Regions from separate parts of the Canis lupus genome. Here region 1 is linked to region 2. The links are chromatin contacts, called in public Hi-C maps. All regions are on one chromosome and are shown on one strand. The core of a region is the stretch at or near the end of the contact, and the rest is flanking DNA. Distances in the headings are between cores, read along the strand shown.

What was found. Hi-C and Micro-C count contacts between places; a contact is called where the count stands out from the background.
Region 1: a contact with region 2 is called in a Hi-C map of blood, with 2.7 times the contacts expected there. The contact joins the promoter of CEP162 here to the promoter of CYB5R4 in region 2. A contact is called at or near these places in 2 of 9 Hi-C or Micro-C datasets (both in blood).

Annotation. Positions count from the first base shown.
Region 1 is chr12:44,698,182-44,704,286 of UU_Cfam_GSD_1.0, reverse strand. CEP162 (centrosomal protein of 162 kDa) reads left to right here and starts at 2,097. Exons shown (of 29, transcript XM_038554647.1): 1 at 2,097-2,368; 2 at 3,279-3,394; 3 at 4,458-4,520. The coding sequence starts at 3,338. It overlaps LOC111098344 (a long non-coding RNA gene), which reads right to left and starts at 1,963. Exons shown (of 3, transcript XR_005367444.1): 1 at 1,861-1,963.
Region 2 is chr12:44,384,977-44,391,188 of UU_Cfam_GSD_1.0, reverse strand. CYB5R4 (cytochrome b5 reductase 4) reads right to left here and starts at 2,302. Exons shown (of 16, transcript XM_038554645.1): 1 at 2,076-2,302. The coding sequence starts at 2,150.

The sequences.
Region 1 (6,105 bases), core at 848-3,347, 310 kb before region 2:
GAGTTAGTTTAGCCAATGGGGTTTGAAACAGTGCATGTGAATGATTGTCCCACCCAGATGCATGCCAACTGCTTTCACGCTTCTACTGAAGAGAATTTAAAAGACCATATTTACTAGGTAATAGTAGCATGCCAAGTGCTGTGAACTGTGTTGATATCTTCCAGTTAAGCAAATATGTCTGACACAGCAGCTGAAATTAGTGCCGGCACTTGCTTAAGTTTACTGTAGTCCATGGTCATCCAAAACCCATCTATTTTTCTGTAGGATCCAAAAAGATTGAAGACGGATATGCAGGGTTTACTATCCCTACAGCCTTAAAGTCTTTCAGTGTGGTGCTAATCCCTGTCATTCCTCCCAGGAAGTGGCATTGGTTTTGATTTGCTCACTTGGATGGGAGTGGGGTATATCTAGGGGGTTCCACTTGGTTCTTCCTACCATAATGGCTCCACAGATCAGGAACCAACACAGTAATTCGAGTTCTTCCAGTTATAAGTTTACTTGGCTATCTTATATATCTCAATTGTTCATTGGGGGTGGGGATACAATCACAGGGAAGGCCACTGACCCACTGTACCTTTGTGAAACATACTTGGGCTAGAACTCTTATTTTCATCTGGTCTCCATATGCTACCACTCTAACTGGAAGACTATTATGGGATTTCAGTTTCCCTGACACCAGTGGCAGTTCATACCCCTTATCCAGCACTGTGTAAAAAGCCTGAGAATTCTTATTTCAAAATTTGTGTAAAAAATGGATCATGCCCACTGTCCATTCCAAAACTCTCCAAATACAAAAACAACTACGAACTAGTTAAGAGATCTGTTTTAAATTGTACTGGCTAGTTTTAATATCTAGAAGTAACTAAAAAGTTATGGAATCTAAAATTTGTCTAAGGTGATAAGAAAAGTGATAGAAGTATTTAACACAGCTCTGTTTAAAAAAGTGATCATTAAAAATAAAATAACACTATGTTTATACTCCAAAAAGTTGAGATGTCTCAGAAAACTGGTTATGGTCCAACCTGTTGGGTGATTTTCTCGAGCTGTATTCAGTGGCTCCAGAGCAGGTGTTTTATTGGGTAGGCATGCTCCAAGGGCACTGGGGCAAAGCTATTGAAAGTATTTGCAAAACGCTTTTGGAAGGATGATAGAACAGAAGCTGGATAAGAGAGGAGGTGAAAACAAGTCTTGGATTCTGGTTTAGCCACTATGGCTTTGAGCAAGTCATTAACCTCTCTGCTTCAGTTTTCTCATCTATAAAATGAGGACAACTTCAAAGAGACATTGTGCATCTTTTTACGTGGATTCCTTCGGATTGAGTACAAGAGTGTAAGTGCATTAAGTGAAATAATGCACGTGAAGCTCCTATCAACCTATGTATTCAATAAATAGTAGCTTTTAAAAAAAAAAAAATCTCATTATTCAAATCTTTGTCTGAGGGCACAGCTCCTGGCTGTATGCATTTGTATCACAATAAACACTTGCCGGTTGAAAAGTTTGGGCTGGTGAGAATGAAGTCCTTAACCTATGTCTGCCAGTGGCAATCCTTTCAACTGGTACTTTACTTCCACCTTCCTAAATGACGTCCTCTGAAACTGAAACTTGCGTGTGTTTTAGAGGAAGAAAGGGCAAAACTAAAATTCAAAATTCAAGAAAAATAATTGTAAAACGCCACTACAGAGTGGGAGGGAGTAAGGGGAGGGTAGAGGGAAGCCACAGACATGCTCCAAGACGAGCAGCAGGTTGGGATGTGCGTGTGTATTTTCAATTGTTTGCCCACTAGATGGTGGAACAGAGCCCCTATCCTCATGACAAAATTCTTTCTCACGGATCTGAGTTTCTCTCACAACGCCTACTCACGGGTTTGCACGTAGAGGAATCCAATAATTTTTTTTTTTTCCTTCAAATTTTCCGCTCGGAAAGCGGAACCGAAACCACAAAGGTGGGGAACGTTAGAAGAAACGAGACGTGCGGAGATACAAGGACTAAGGGAGCTAAACTACATTTCCCAGGAAGCTACGGGCTCGGCCTACAACACCCAGCATGCCTGGGTTCCGCCTCTCGAGAACCGCCCCCCTCCCCGCCCCCGCGCGCCCTCCACTTTTCCAAGGAGCACAGAAAAGGCTGTGGAGTCTCGTTGGTGCAGCAGCGACGGCTCTTACCCTCCAAATTATTCTGAGCCGCAGCAACTGCCACCTTCTCGTAGCGGAGAAAAGACAGTAACTGCTGTCCCGTGGGGCCCGCAAGCCACGTGACCGGCCCGAGTCATGTGACTCGGGTTTCAGGCGGCCGAAGTGTGTTACCCTGGTAACTGTTGGGCCCTCCCCGCAGACGTTTGGGATGGCGCGGAGCTGGAGCTCAGAGACAGGTAGGTGAGGCTTCCCGCTCGGTTGACCCTGACCGAGAGTGTCCTCAGACCCGCTCCCCTCCTCCGCCCACGCTCCATTCAAGTGCGTCTTTGTCTTCCGGCCGCTCTGGAACCCGCGCTTCCTGGAGCCGGGATCCCCCTCCGCCCAGGGTCTTGGGGCAGGACCTTAACTGCACACACATCCTACACTGATCAGAAATGCTAAAGAGGCCGGGAGTTGATATTCTGCAGGTTGGGAAAAATACTGGCCGGGGTTCTTTAAACGAATGAATTGGGTTCATTAGACAGGTGGGGAGAGCTTTGTGTTACAAGTTATGCATAGTTTTGTTGCCTTTCCCTCCCTCCAAAGGGAACACAATTCGTTTTGATCTGTACACTCCACTAACTCTATTTTAGGTAGACCTTGAATCTTAATGAATTGCATTTTGTCTGTATCCAGAAACAGTCTGGTTTGCAAGACTATTCATATGCACTGATAACAGACCGAATGATAGGGCGACACAAACTCTGTCCTGTGCTTTGCAGAAAAGAAATGGCCTTTTGGACTTGCTATTTTTAAATTTTTGACAGATTCCTTGAGAGGACCTGATTTGTTTCAGGGAATATTAAATAACACACACACACACACACACACACACACACCATAGGTTTAGGAAATGTTGCGGAGACCACCCTTCAACAATTGGGTGTTAACAATGAAAATGTAATTCTGGACCCTAAGTACAGTGCAAACTGTAAGAGCTGCTTTTCCAAAGCAGTTTTATTCATGAATTCAGGATCTCTTGTCAAGGTTATTGGTCAATAATTGTGCATGTATACTAAACCATAAGACAAATGTCTGAGGATTAAGTCTGGTTGCTCATAATGTGATATTAATTTCCTCAGAGCATACTTATCTCTTGTTATTTAGTGTTTCCAGTGTTGTAAATACTTTGGAATGTTTACCTTGGGAAGTGAAAATTCTTGATTATGGCTCACTATTCCAAAGAAGAGCTGGATGAAGAGTTTGAGCAGTTCATGAGAGAGGTAAGTTTTATCTTTTTAAAAGCTACATTGTGAACTTTGTAAACTTGTGTCACAAGAAATTCATCTTTCAGTTCTCTTTCACTTCTAATATGCAATCAGTTTGACAACCTTGAAAATAAAGCAGCCAGTTATTTTATCAGCAAAGTGGGTTTATTTAGGAATGACAGAGAAACTACCATTCAAAACATGCAGGCTATGGCAAAACCATAGGCAAATCCTGAGACCAAAGGAGAGGAACCATTACTTTACAGAGAAAATGAGAAAAGTTGGGAAGGGCTTCCTTGAATGAAAGTCCATTGTAGGAGAGAGAGAGTTCAGGGTGGTCACAGTTTCTCATTGGTGGAGTTGTGGCTGTTTCTTACTGGCTGCGCTAGTTGCTCTGCTTGGGGAAATTCATTCTTTCCTTTGCTGGAAAATGCAAAGGTTCCATTTCTTGCCAGTGGGTTCTGCAATTGATGATGAGTTAATAGCGCATGAGAGCTCCCCCTTCTGGCCTCCTGATTGTATTTCAAATGTTTTCTTTACTTTCACATTATTCCCTTTTGATCCAGATCTTTCCTCAAAAGCATCAGTGACCAAGAGTTGGGTCATCCATGTCTCAGTGCCAGAAAGGACCTTTCTTGGGTGTCATGTCCCACGCCAGAAAGTGTATAGCAGTTAGAACCCATTTTGGACCATATTTGAATAACGAGGAAGGTCCTTAGGAAGGAAAACTCTCAGGCATTTCCCATACAAAGTCTATATCTTTTTGAAGTCATATGCGTAAGAGATCATCTTGAAGTGGTGAGCTAGCATCACCTTATTGGGTACATAGGTTTCTACAAAGTTTGACAAGCAACTGATGCAAAACTTAAAAATTATTATACAAAACATAACTAAAAGGAACATGACAATTCCAAAATGTATGATGGTTCTGAACCGTGACCCTAGGTCTGAAGAAAGCCATCTGAACAAAAGACCAGCGAGAATCATGTGAAATTCAGCATTAGTCATGTGCTTATCAAATTCAGTAGTCAATGTGCTTATCCCCTAACTTTGTGCAATTGAGTTTCTATTTTTCCAGAAAAGTTTATCCATGTGTAGTAAGTGGTGTCTGCTATCACACATATGCCTCCTTGCTCAGCAGGTAAGTAATACAGAGCTATGTGATTGTTCAAAACTACTTTAGCCAACGAGCTGAATAATCATTGTTGGGTTACTATTGTTTTGGCTGTAGAATTGACCAGCTCTCTTAATTTTAGGGAAAATTTTCTGATTGTGTCTGTTAGACTTACTCTGCAGGGAGAAAGTTTCTCTCTATGGAGGCAAACCTGGAATTTCATGCCTCCTGGAAGTTCTCATTTCAGATGACCATGAAGGTTTAGTGACGGTAGACCGATAGGAAGCTGCTAATTCGTTGTGAACCAAAAATAGAACAGTGAATACAGCAGGAGCACATTGTTCTTTTATCCATCAGCAGTCAAGGCAATTAATTGCCCAAGCCTAGGGGCCATTACCAAAACCTCCACAGTTAGAAAAGTAGCCAGTAGCTGCACATAGGGCTCCCTCATAAGTATTAGCATTTATGGACCCATTTGTCAGTATAGAGGCATTAACATTATTCAACCAAGACTCAAATACCATGTTATCACATATTGAAAGTTTTCCTGAATATATGGGTATGACAGCCAGCTTACAAGTGGCCTAACTTACATTGGCTGTTCCCCAGCGTGTTTTACATATGTATTCAAGAGATCTTGTTTCTCCTGCCTAGGGTTGGGTTAAATTGAGGCAGGGAATACGTATGTATGGATTTAAGTTCTAACTTTATAAAATGGATCTGGGGAACACTTTAGGCATGTAGTGGCAATTGGGCTTCCAGCAAAATGACTTGTAGGTGAGCTAAGGGATCACTGTTGCTGTGGGCAGATTGAGGTTTCTGGTGCCACATCCCATAATCAGAGAAGTTCCCCCTTTTGCTGGAGTTGGGAAATGTGGGTAAGCATTATCTATCCATGGAAGAGAGGCAAAAAATAAAGCCTGGTCCAGTCATTTTGTGAAAGTTGTCTTTATCAGATGTCTGCTTTAATTCCTGGAAACTTTACTTTCAGATCACCAGTTGATTTACAGGTCCAGTCTGGGTTTAGTGCTCTCTTTAGATGTGACATGTGAATCCAGGAGTTCGTTTCTTGAAATTTGGTGACACAAGGGTTGGTAAATAGTACCTAATAGGGCACCTCCAACAAGGTTGAAGAGAGAACTTTTTGAGATGTCTTTTGCAGTAGACAAAAATTTCTCGGTTGCAGCGTGACACTTAAGGCCTTTGTCTCCTGAAAATGTGCTGTGAAGCTAGTTCTACTAAAGCATGGTTATTCTCAACAAAAGCAATTAGGCCTTTACAATATTGAAGTGGATCTCTTTTTATCAGCTGTGGGTCAGACAAGGCAGGAGCCAGGTGCATCAGGTGCCCTGTGACTATCTCAAATGGTGTGAGAATTAATGAGTTACAAAAGGGGTGGATCTCAGATTTGGAAGGATCCTATTATGTGCTTGCGTGGGCAGCACATATACTAGCAGGACCTAATTGTAGTGCTTTTGGCTAGGTTAGTTGAAGTATCTTCACAGATTTTGCCAATTGAGTCTTAATGGTGCTATTAATGTGTTGATTGGGCCATTAATGCCTGAGGATTGGAGTTGGTAAGCACCGGGATAATGCTGTAGTACCAGCCAAA
Region 2 (6,212 bases), core at 1,053-3,552:
CTTGATTGCTATGAAATATCTGCTCCTTTGCCTGGCTCAAGGACCTCCCTCCCACCTCCCAGACGCACACTATCTCCTCCAAGAGACTTCTCTGACTCCAATCCCTCTGTGGTCATAACACAGTTATAGTACTTAATGACATTTATAACTATTTATTAGTCTGTACTGCCTATTAGACTAAACTCCTTGGAAACTGACACTCCATCTCCAGCATGTGGTAGGTTCTCAAAAAATATTTATTTACTAGTGTTAGTAGAAATAGTAGCTATCCTACATACAATGCATACTATGCATTAGACGCTGTCCTCAGAGATTTACACAACAATCACATAACAATCCATAGAATATAAATAAAAGTCTAGGGACGCCTGGGTGGCTCAGCACTTGAGCGGCTGCCTTCAGCTCAGGGCGTGATCCCAGGTCCTGGGATCGAGTCCCGCATCGGGCTCCCTGCATGGAGCCTGCTTCTCCCTCTGCCTGTGTCTCTGCCTTTCTGTGTCCCTCATGAATAAATAAATAAAATCTTAAAAAATAATAATAAACAAATAAATAAATAAAAGTCTAAGAGCAAGTAACACAGTGAGGACTTACCACAGACCAAGACTGTGCTAAGAGAAACATTATCTCATTTAATCCTATGAATAGTCCTATAAAATGGGTTCTATTATTCTCATTTACACCTCAGGAAACCGAAACTCAGACACTAAGTCACGGAAGCTGGGAAAAGAATCTGGATCTTTCTCACTCAAAAGTGTGTGCTTTTAAATATAGTCATATCCTCCCCAACTAGCTTCTATTTTTTCAACCTCTACCCATTTCATACAATCCTGACTCAGGTTCTAACATGTGTAAGATTACCTCACTTTAAAATTCTGAGTTTCCCTTTGAATTGTGCAATAATTGTATTTTGTTCTCTTTTTGGACCCAAAGGTTCAACTTTACCATCACCACCTGTGGACCTTTTGTCTTTGCCTCTGAGCTTTCTTCTTTAAAAGGATGCTGAGAATGTGGTTTTTAGTTTTAATACAGAGGACCAGCAGCTCTTATATTTTAATTCAGATTCTTTCTCCAGAAAGTCTATACTATTTAGCCAAGCATTTAGTTCAAGGAGAGAAACAGGTCAAACATCAAGAAGGAGGGGACAGGGGGATCCCTGGGTGGCTCAGTGGTTTGGCGCCTGCCTTTGGCCTGGGACGCGATCCTGGAGTCCCGGATGGAGTCCTGGGATTGAGTCCCGCATCAGGCTCCCGGCATGGAGCCTGCTTCTCCCTCTGCCTGTGTCTCTGCCTCTCATTCTCTGTGTGTGTGTGTGTGTGTCCCATGAATAAATAAATAAAATCTTTTTTAAAAAGTCTTTAAAAAAAAATACATCTGTGTTCCACCTGTTGCCAACAGTAACCATGTTCCACAAAAAGTTAGGAGTATTCTCTTAGCTTCAAAGTCAGCAAAGGGATACCAATAGAAAAGACATTGTGATAAGGACAGGTAGCAGAGGAAGAAAGGCAGCGTGACTTAGAGAAGCGTCCGCAAACCCACCGGAGGATTTTAGACATTTGCTCTCGCTCCCCGCCCCCATCTTCCCTAGCTCCAGGAGTCCCCACCTTTGGAGGATGGTCACTGGTCAATGTCGCCACTGCCCAACCTTTCCCTTCTCCCACAGAACCCACATCACTCACAACTCCTTCGGGGAGTGCAGAACAAAAGACCGGAGACGAGGCTAGACTGAGGGAAGGAAAGCTAATGAGAACGGAGTGCCTAGGATCCCCGCAAGCACGGTGCTGGCCCTGTCCTATACAACTCCGTTTAATTCGCGGGAAAAGACTTCACCAGAACGGGCTCTGGGGACGGGAAAGGAAAGGGCCAGCAGGTGTGAGAGAGAGACGGGGGTTAGCGGAGTTGGAGGACTGCAGACGGCCGGGCATCAGAAAGGGATCGCCAGCAAAGGCAGGAGGCAGGAAGGCTAGAGCGGAGGACAGGAGGCGGAAGAGGGGGCCGAGGGAGAGAGTGGACCGTTCGGTACGAGGAACCGCCGGCGGCAGACGAGCTGAGCACGACGCGCGGTGTCACCCGCTTACCTTGCTACGCCCCCCGGAGGCGGCCCGCTGCTGCGAGCTGGGGGCCGGGAAAGACTGGGAAGGGACGTTCAGCATCTCGGACCCCTGGCCCGGGCCCTGCCCGGGGTCTCCCGCCGGACAGGATCGCTCCGCTCCACCCCTCGGAGGCCGAACCTCCCGCTCCGGCTCCCAGGCCGGGCAGAGGCCAAGCCCCCGACCCACTTCCGGGGTCGCCCGGGGTGAGGCGCGCCGTGACGCAGCACGTTGAGGCCGTGAAGGGGGCGGAGCCAAAGGACGAGCGCCGCGCCGGCAGGGGCGGGACCCAACCGGAGCGCGTGTGCGGCGTTAGTCCTGCGGCCCGAATTTCAGCACCGCAGAGAGGTGACAGCTATTCCGCGGGAGGATTAGAGACCGAGGGAAGCTGTTCCTTAGCCTTGGTGCTGACAGAACCCGAGCGTGACTTCTACAGACTCCTGCTAACCCGGAGCACGCGCGTCGTCTGTCGTTAAGCCCTACCATCACACTACTTGAAAAATGGGGAGAAAAAAAAACAAAACACTATCAAAGCATTTTGATCTCTCTGCCACTCTTCTCCTCTACAGCACCCGGCTGTACAGGAAAGAAAACGTTTAAGAGTTACGGCGTCAAATGCAAACTGCCACCCTCCGGAGTGACTAATGAAGGAATTAAAAAAAAAAAAAAAAAAAAAAAAAACTTAGTGAGGTCTCCATCCATCTACTCCCAAGTTCTTCCTCCTCATCTCTCTGTCTTCACTGAAAGCTACAGGGAATTGTGTACTGATACAGCCCATCCCCAAATGTAGTGACCGACAGCTATGTCTAAGAGTCAGATAGGTTTAGTTTGAATGGATTCTTTGCATTTAATAAATGAACAGCCTTAGGCAAGTTAATTTAGTATCTCAAAGTCTCATTTTCCCCATTCTGCCTAATCGATTTAGGTCTCAGTAAGAACGAGATGAGCTGTCATATGTCAACTACCTAGTATAGTCTCTGGTTCATAGTAGGCACCCGGGGACCCCTGGGTGGCTCAGCGGTTTAGCGCCTGCCTTTGGCCCAGGGCGCGATGCTGGAGACTCGGGATCGAGCCCTGCGTTGGGCTCCCCGCGTGCTTCTCCCTCCTCCTGTGTCTCTGCCTCTCTCTCTCTCTATGTCTATCATAAATAAACAAATCTTTTAAAAAAAATAGTAGGTACTCAATAAAGGTCAGTGGCTCATCATATTTTTCCGACATATTGAGAGAAGCTCAAATAACTGTGCAGCTAAAAACAAGTCCCTAATGATCCAGATCCATATCGGTGATGTGGTGTGGTTTTTGTGTTTTGCTTTGTTTTGTTTTGTTGCATATCTCTTGGGGGAAACACATATCCTGAGTGTCGAGTCCAGTGAAGGGAAAGTTTTCAGAAGAAATAGAGTTCTAAATAATTCTTCCCATCCATTATTATTACTTTACCTGACTCTGACACGTGATTTGAATTTGCTCTACTTCAACAGCCTGGTCCTTAAAGTGCCTGTAAATCAATGTTTGTAGTATCTTTTCAGTTAGAAGGAAAACCGTGTGATCTATGTAGCCATCAAGTAATAGGCATTTCTTTGCCAGGTAACCATCTCTGACCTTCACCTCTATCCATCATCATTCTGGGATACTAAGAAACGTTTGCAATTAAAATGCTTATTGTATGACTGTATTTGAACTAAAGAAATTCATGACCATATTGGGTTACCCCTACCTTGCAATGTGCTCCTGTTTTCTCTGTCATTTAATGATGATGTATTCTTTTGTAAGTCTACATTTAAAAATGCTAATCACGGAGAATTTATCTCACTGGAAAAAGCGTCCATGACAACATCAGGAGCAAGGAGCCAGAATAAAGGAAAGTGACATTGTTGAATAATGTTTCATATTTGCAGAATGTCTTAGCTCTCCCATGGACAGAAATAGAAAAGATCAAATTCTAACCTTTTGACTCCCCTTTCTTAGACTCCATATGAGTCCTGCTCACTTAAACATTTTTTTTGTTTTAATTCTGAGGATCTCTCAATGAAGTGCTCTAATTATTAAACACCAATGCTATTTTACTACTGGATTTAAGGACAGCAGAGGAGTATTAATGTGAGTATAACTTGTTTCATCATTTATTAAAAATTCCTAAAATTTCATAGCCATGGCATGAATTCCCTTCTCAATTATGGTCAATGATTTAAAGTGTTTTTCACCATCTGCTAGCAAACACATGATATTGTGTGATTGGTAGCATAAGGTGATTTTCTTTATTAACTAAAAATATCCATTTGCAATTACAATATCTAATGGAGATCAGTAGAAAATGCAAGATGTTACAAGATTCAGTCTTGAAAATTAAATATTGTCATTCTTTGCAAAGTTTTAGCTAAATATTTGCAAAATTATAACTAAAATTAAATTTATAATTTGATGAAAAGTTCGAAATTATCTTTTGTAAGCCCCAAATGTTTACAGTCCAATCAAGACATCCATAAATGGCATTTATTTTTAAATTCCAACATTGAATTATAGTGTAGGGGTAAAAAAAAGCCAAACTACTATAGAATTACAAAATATTTCATTTTATTAATAATTTATATACAAATAAATTAGTTTAAAGGATTATGATACATTTGTACACTAAATTTAAGCTTTGAATGTCATCACAAGTAACTAATTAGATTAATTTTCACAGATCAGCTCCTCAATTTCATCTTCACTATCAGAATCTTCATAAAATGAAATTGTGGCTTGAATTGGAAAATTTTTCAGAAGAGCTTCTGCTTCTTGATATAAGTAATCATAACACTTTGATTTTGGCCAAAATAGTCTGAAAGAAGCAGACAACATAATATGCTTTATTTTTTTTCACATTCAGAATCCTTAAACTCATGAAATGTTCAAATTTTAAGAGCTCCACATACTTAACAATTGATGTATGCCTTTACATAGTTTAAAAAGATACTATCTTCGTTGTCATGGGAGTCTACTCATCAAAGTATTAACAACTAGTTAGTCATTTTAAATCTTTATACAATCTATAAATTGGATCAAACAAATTCACACAAAACCCTTTGTGATAAATATTTAGCTTACTTTGAGTATTATGGATATATTTATTCTTACAATATACAAAAGGTTTGTCTTCCAACTTCCAAATTCCTTTGGGGGAAAAAATGAATCCTACTATTACATTAAAAATTCTGACAATTTTGAAAAAAAAATTCTGACAATTTTGTAAAGATGACAAAATATTACCTTCCAGAAAAGCAGAAATCACCTAGTGTCTTGCTTAAAATTCAGATTTAGTGGCTAGTTACAGATGTACCCAATGTAAATTTAGACAAAAACAGGGCATGATCCCGGAGTCCTGGGGTTGAGTCCCACATCAGGCTCCCCGGAAGGAGCCTTTTTATCCCTCTGCCTATATCTCTGCCTCTCTCTGTGTGTCTCTCATGAATACATAAATAAAGATCTTTAAAAAAAAAAAAGAAAAGTACTAAAAACAGTATTTTTTTAAGATTTTATTTTATGTATTCATGAGAGACACAAAGAGAGAGAGAGAGGCAGAGACAGGCAGAGGGAGAAGCAGGCTCCATGCAGGGAGCCCGATGTGGGACTCGATCCCAGGTCTCCAGGATCAGGCCCTGGGCTGAAGGCGGCGCTAAACCACTGAGCCACCTGGGCTGCCCCAAAAAACAATATTTAAAAGTTTTTCTATGCACTCACACCAGGGCTATAAGAAGTCTTTCTCTAACTCCAACCTTGATCCCATCTCCCTGCCCTTCCCCCATCTAACTAAATTTGAAAATACCTTATTGAGATGTTAAAAATAATACTGGCTTTATATAATTTGCATGTAACACAATTACCTCAGAATTTTATTTTTGACAGATTTTAATCTTGCCATCTGGTCTTCTATTATTTTTCCTCCAAAGTAAAGAAAAGAAGGATATGCTGACTCGCCAACAACAGTGTGGCCATTCTAGTCTAGGGTAACCAGCCCCATGTGCCCATTTATAAGAGAGAGGTTTTAACAAAGAGGTTATATTATGCTCAGTACACTTCATTTTAAAAGGCAGAAAAACAGGTAATGCAGTTTATAAATGTTTCTAGCGAAATGACAAAAAAAAAACA